Linked DNA regions of Mus musculus: region 1 is linked to region 2. Evidence: chromatin contacts called from public HiChIP or PLAC-seq data. All regions are on one chromosome and are shown on one strand. Each heading gives the region's core, a stretch centred on a gene start, on an enhancer-like site or on the middle of the called end of the contact. The rest is flanking DNA. Distances are from core to core; before and after follow the strand shown.

The links. HiChIP or PLAC-seq counts read pairs in DNA pulled down with a chosen protein or histone mark.
Region 1: an H3K27ac HiChIP or PLAC-seq map of embryonic stem cells shows a contact between it and region 2, with 7 read pairs. The contact joins the promoter of Mlxipl here to the enhancer-like site in region 2. A contact is called at or near these places in 3 of 39 promoter capture datasets (cranial neural crest, liver and maxillary cranial neural crest), 13 of 115 datasets of contacts at active chromatin or transcription factors (the SCID.adh cell line, bone marrow-derived macrophages, effector CD8 T cells and 6 more) and 3 of 9 other capture datasets (adipose tissue, liver and pancreatic islet).

What each region holds. Positions count from the first base shown.
Region 1 is chr5:135,105,553-135,108,252 of GRCm38.p6, reverse strand. Mlxipl (MLX interacting protein-like) reads right to left here and starts at 1,362. Exons shown (of 17, transcript NM_021455.5): 1 at 1,038-1,362. The coding sequence starts at 1,330.
Region 2 is chr5:135,048,773-135,051,472 of GRCm38.p6, reverse strand. It overlaps Stx1a (syntaxin 1A (brain)), which reads right to left. Exons shown (of 10, transcript NM_016801.4): 9 at 2,369-2,479; 10 at 373-1,646. The coding sequence ends at 1,569. Among named protein-coding and RNA genes, the nearest start is that of Dnajc30, 14 kb to the left of the region's middle. Within about 2 kb of position 1,377, at least 9 of the 459 cell types and tissues checked have an H3K27ac peak or open chromatin away from gene starts, as enhancers often do. A contact at or near this core is called in embryonic stem cells, where this site is marked.

The sequences.
Region 1 (2,700 bases), core at 113-2,612, 57 kb before region 2:
GTGGGGCTGCAGGTGCCGGTCTACAGCCAGCGGTTCTACGAAGGGGAGGAGGCTCGCTGAAGAAGCGTGATATTTACAGAGAAGAAAGATCAAGGCCGGCCGATCCCCCTTTCTCTCCTACTGTTTTCGGTTGATAATTTATCCTCTTCCCACTGCTCCCGGGAACTTTGCTCCAGGGCACTGGGCCAAGACCCCAGTTCGCGCCCTCCTCGGGGACACATAGGTGGGGCTGAAGCTGGGTGCGGCCCCGGAGGTCTGAGCCGTAGTTACAGGGTTCCTGGCTGCCTTGCAGCCTCTTACCGGGTTCGGGGAGACCAGGTTTTCCCTACCCGACCTAGGGTGGACTGCAGCACCCTCTGCTGGCTCTGGGCAGGTGCTGGGCACCGTCTTCCCGCCAACCTTGACGTAGCGTTCTAAATCAGACACGGTGGCTCATGCCTGTAATCCCCGTATTTGGGAGGCCGAGATGGGAGTCCAGCCTGGGCTACCTAGCTCAATGCCAGCCTGAACTTTAGAGTGAGACTCTGGCTCACCAAACTAAATCAAGCCAAAATAAATGGTGTCTGGGCAAGTGAGCAAGAAACTGTTTCCATGTAAGTGGACACTGCCTATGAGGGCGACCACGGGATAACTGCAGCGTGCAGGGAAGAGTGGGACTTTGCAGGGACTGCTGAGGATGAACGAAACAGTCCAGGCATACCACGAGTGGAGGGAGGCAGTGGACGGGATGGGTTATAGTCTGAGGAGTGTGAAAGACACCTGGCATTTAAGTGCAAAAGCAGAAGAATCAAAGAGCGGGGGCCCAACCGTAGAAGGCCCTGCAAAGGTGGAGACAAAGGTGGAGGACAGGACAGTGGCGCCACAAGCAAGTGATGGGACACAAATGATTCATGAGGGTCCGTGGGTTGCGCAGGACCAGGCGAGGAAGATAATGCCTAAGTTGTGTCCAGCGTCCCCCGTAGCAGTTTGGGACAGGAGCCCCAGTGCGCGGTCCCACCACGGAAAGCTGGGACTCAGGCTCCCCGGTCCGCCCTCACCTGTAAGCCAGGCTCAAGCACTCGAAGAGGTGGGTGAGTGTCGGATCGATGCTGCGCGGCCCGAAGTCGGCGAGCCCCACGGGCCCCTCCTGGTCGCGTCGCCGGGTCAGCGAGTCGCTGTGCGGCGAAGACACCATGAAGTGTCCGCTGTGGATGACCTGTGATCGATGCAGGCCACCCGCGCTGCGCCGGGGACTCGGATCCTCCAAGTCCGTATCCGAGTCCGAGTCCGGGCTAGGGACGACCCGGGGGACCTGCAAGTTCACGGATAGATCCGCCAGCGCGCGCGCCATGGCCACTATTGTCGCCAACTCTCGGGCGCTCTGGAGAGCGCTTAACGTAGCCAGCTGCGCCTAATTACCATGGCCACGCCCCTGTTCTCCTGATAGGTCCTTGTGGTGGGCGTGGCCCTTAGTTGGCAGGTGATGTTTAAATTAGCATAACCAGTGAGCGTGGTGTGAAACCACTGATCCTGGAGCTTTGGCGGTGCTTCGCCTTTCTTTCTGTTGAGAGCACTTTTTAGTCTCTACTTTTCAGGTTTCAGAAAGTCTGGCTGGGGCTGGGACTGGGCTGGGGCTGGCTAGCGTGCACAAAGCCTTGGGTTCGATCCTCCGAACCACAGACACTAGCATGGGGGTGATTCTGTAAGTGTAACACTCGGGAGGTGGAGACAGACAGACAGATAGACAGACAGACAGACAGGAAAGAAATAAAGAAAGAAAGAAAGAAAGAAAGAGAGAGAGAGAGAGAGAGAGAAAGAAAGAGACAAAAAAAAAAATCCCAAACAACAAACAAGACCGCTAGCCGGTAAAAGCCTTTGCCACCAGGCTTGAGGACAAGAGTTCAAACCCTAGGACCCACATGTTGGAAGAAAATACTCGATTTTTAAAATTTGACCTCTGAGATCCATATGTATTCCTAGACACATAAACACTAGATAGATAGATGGAGAGAGAGAGAGAGATAGGATAGATAGATAGATAGATAGATAGATAGATAAGATAGATAGATGGATAACCAGAAATTCAGGGTCATCCTCTGCTTCATAGTGAGTTCAGTAAATCGCTTGCCTGCCTTCTTCACTTTCCCAGGGTCCTGTGCGGTTGAACCCCAATGCTTGCTTGTACCCAGGCGCTCTTATGATTGTCCTATGCCTCTACAGCAAAGTTCAGAAGTGGACTCTAAGAGTTCACCTTCTCTAGATCACCTCCCTGCACTCGGGCTTTCTCCTCGGGAAGTTCTCTCACCAGCCCTGAAGCCTAGCTTCTTTCTGTTCCTGCTTTTCTTCCTTTCCTTTTTTCTTTCTTTCTTTCTTTTTCTATTTTTGTTTTGTTGTTTTTCTAGGTAGGGTTTCTCTGTGTACTCCAGGCTGTCCTAGAACTCATTCTGTAGACCAGGCTGGCCTGGAACTCAGAGATCTGCCTGCCCCTGCCTTGGGAGCACGGGGATTAAATGCACGCACCTCCACCACCACCCAGAGATATGGAACTTTCCATGGAGAGTAGAATTTAAATTTTATGGTCTTCTTGTCTCTGCTTCCACAGCGATGGGAGTTTTATAGACAAGCTTATCTTTCTAGATATTGCTGAGGTCCTCAAAGACTTTCTCGGGGCCTGGGAGACAGAATGGAGATGCAGATGAAGCTGTTTGGAGAGCAACCGAT
Region 2 (2,700 bases), core at 128-2,627:
GGTTCCCAGCACCCACACGGGGGCTAAAGACTATAAATAAATCCAGTTGCAGGGACTCCAACCCCCTTTCCCAACCTCTTAGGGCCCCAGGCACACACATGTATGCTGGTAAAACATTCATATAGACGAGACATCTGGAACCTTGCCTTTGACAAACAAGGGCTTTGGCTTCCCCTAGGTAAGGATGTGAGGTTCTGGGCACGTCTCAAAAGCCCAGATGTTAACCACTGATTACCCTGAGGCAAATGAAAGCCTGTGTATCGAGGAGGGAGGGATCCTTCATCTCTGAGCCTCTTCCCCATCAGCACCTCCGTGGTTGATCCCACGTCTCCTATACTGCAGGTGGAAAAGATGTTCCAAACAGAGGCTCACTACAGATACAAATGTTTATTCTACATAAAAATCTCACAAAATGGGCAGCTGGTTGTACCAAGACCTTTGGTGAAGGGGTAAAGGGAGGTGGCCGTGAGAAGGCAGCACGGACAGTGGTCACAGTCACTGGGCAGGAGCAAAGCTGAGGGAAAGGGGGCACACAGACACGGCCCCAGCTCCCGCTGCATGCACTCGCATGCATACTCCTTGCCTGTGGGCGAGAAAGGGGTCCTGGGGCAGGGGGTACAGTTTTGACTCTGAGAAGCCCCAAGATGGCAAGGGGGGAAGTGGGGAGCCCCCTCCCCAGCTGGCTGCTGAATACTGCATCCAGTACACCTGATACCACGTGGCACATCAATGGGAGACGGGGCAGGGTGAGACTACAGGCCCAAAGTGACACCTGGCTTTCAGAGCATAAAGGGCGCAGGGAACTGCTGTCCCCAACATGCAACTCTGGCCACAACTTACCATGCCTGTTAGGACTATGGCCTGCTCCATCCCTCCAACTCAAAGCAAGGCTGGAGATGACACCACTAAGCTTCTTAGTAAAGGGTCACTAGGCTCAGGCCCAGCCCAGGAACATGACTCCCAGGGCCAGAGACACTGTCAGGCTTTGCCCAAAGAGAGGGTACTAGGTGCTCCTAACACCCGCAGCCGTGGCACCCTGAGCCTCCGGGCAAGGGGCAGCTAACAAAGACTCAGTGCTGAGCTATCCCCACCCCTAACCTGAAAAGCAGCACCATGTGACCAGCTGGTCCCCACCTTCCAGGTGCCTTGGCATGGTGGGAAGAGCTGGAGAAGCCAGAGGACGGGACAAGTGAGGGCAAGGTTGGGGTCCAGAAAGGAGCCTGAGTCCCAGGGAAGTGTAGACCCCAGGCTGAAGAAAGGCAGACCTGGCCAGGGCCCGAGTCTTGCCCCGCACTGGCCTGTACCCAGCCACTCTGGCTGTTCCCAATCCTGCTCCCGACTCTGCCTCCTGTACAGACACACACTGTCACAAGATCATGCACACGACACGGCTTGGGGCAGGGTGGTGGGGACGGGAGCCTCATGGCAGAGAGGGAGCAGTGTGGGATGGGAGGGAAAAGGACTCCCAGCCAGAAGGCAGGAGTGGGGAGGGCAACCCAGCTAGGTGCAGCAGCCAGGGGCCTCCTCAGGGAGACCCATCCAGAATGGAGCAGTGGGTGGGGTGGTTTCTATCCAAAGATGCCCCCGATGGTGGAGGCGATGATGATGCCCAGAATCACACAGCAAATGATGATCATGATCTTCTTCTACAGGGACACAAAAGGCAGGCCTCAGAAGAGCAGGTGGGGGGGGGGGGGGGTGGGTACAGTGAGGGTAGAGCCCCTGCCTAGAATCCCCCAGGGAGGGGCTGGGGGCGTGGCTCAGTGGTAGAACCCCTGCCTAGAATGCCCCAGGGAGGGGCTGGGGGCGTGGCTCAGTGGTAGAACCCCTGCCTAGAATGCCCCAGGGAGGGGCTGGGGGCGTGGCTCAGTGGTAGAGCTCCTGCCTAGAATTCCCCAGGGAGGGGCTGGGGGTGTGGCTCAGTGGTAGAACCTGCCTAGAATCCTCCAGTGAGGGGCTGGGGGCGTGGCTCAGTGGTAGAGCTCCTGCCTAGAATTCCCCAGGGAGGAGCTGGGGGCGTGGCTCAGTGGTAGAGCCCCTGCCTAGAATCCCCTGGGGAGGGGCTGGGGGCGTGGCTGGGGTAGAGCTTTTGTCTAGCATTTGCTAGGTCCTAGGTTCCATTCCCAATAGTGAGCCTCAATATAGAACAAATTAAAACAAAACAAAGAAAACGAGCAAAAATCAGTAAAATGGGGGCTGGGTTCTGGAGGGTCAGGACTAGGAATGGGGATGGCCTAGAACGGATTGTTGATGAAGAAGTGGAGGCTATGGTTGGAGCTTGTGAAAACAGGCCGAGCAGGTGGGGGAGGAGGATCCCCTGGTCTGGGGGCTCTCTGGGGCATGGGCTTAAGCAGAGCTGGCCACTGACCCTGCGCGCCTTGCTCTGGTACTTGACGGCCTTCTTGGTGTCTGACACGGCCCTCTCCACGTAGTCCACGGCGTGCTCCACATTGTACTCGATCCTGTCAATCATCTCCCCCTGCAGGACCGGGGGTACCCAAGGTCCAGGCGTCCCTCCTCAGGACCAGGAGGGAGTGCAGGGTAGGGGTTCAGGAAAGTCTCCTGAAGTCAGAAAGAGAGAGAGGAGCTGTGGGAGGAGGGCATGCAGCCTCTCACCTGTGCCACCAGGCCAGGCGTCCTGAGGACAAGACAGCTAGGGGCAGCTCCCACCGGTCCCAAACAGCAGCCATCCCGGGGTGT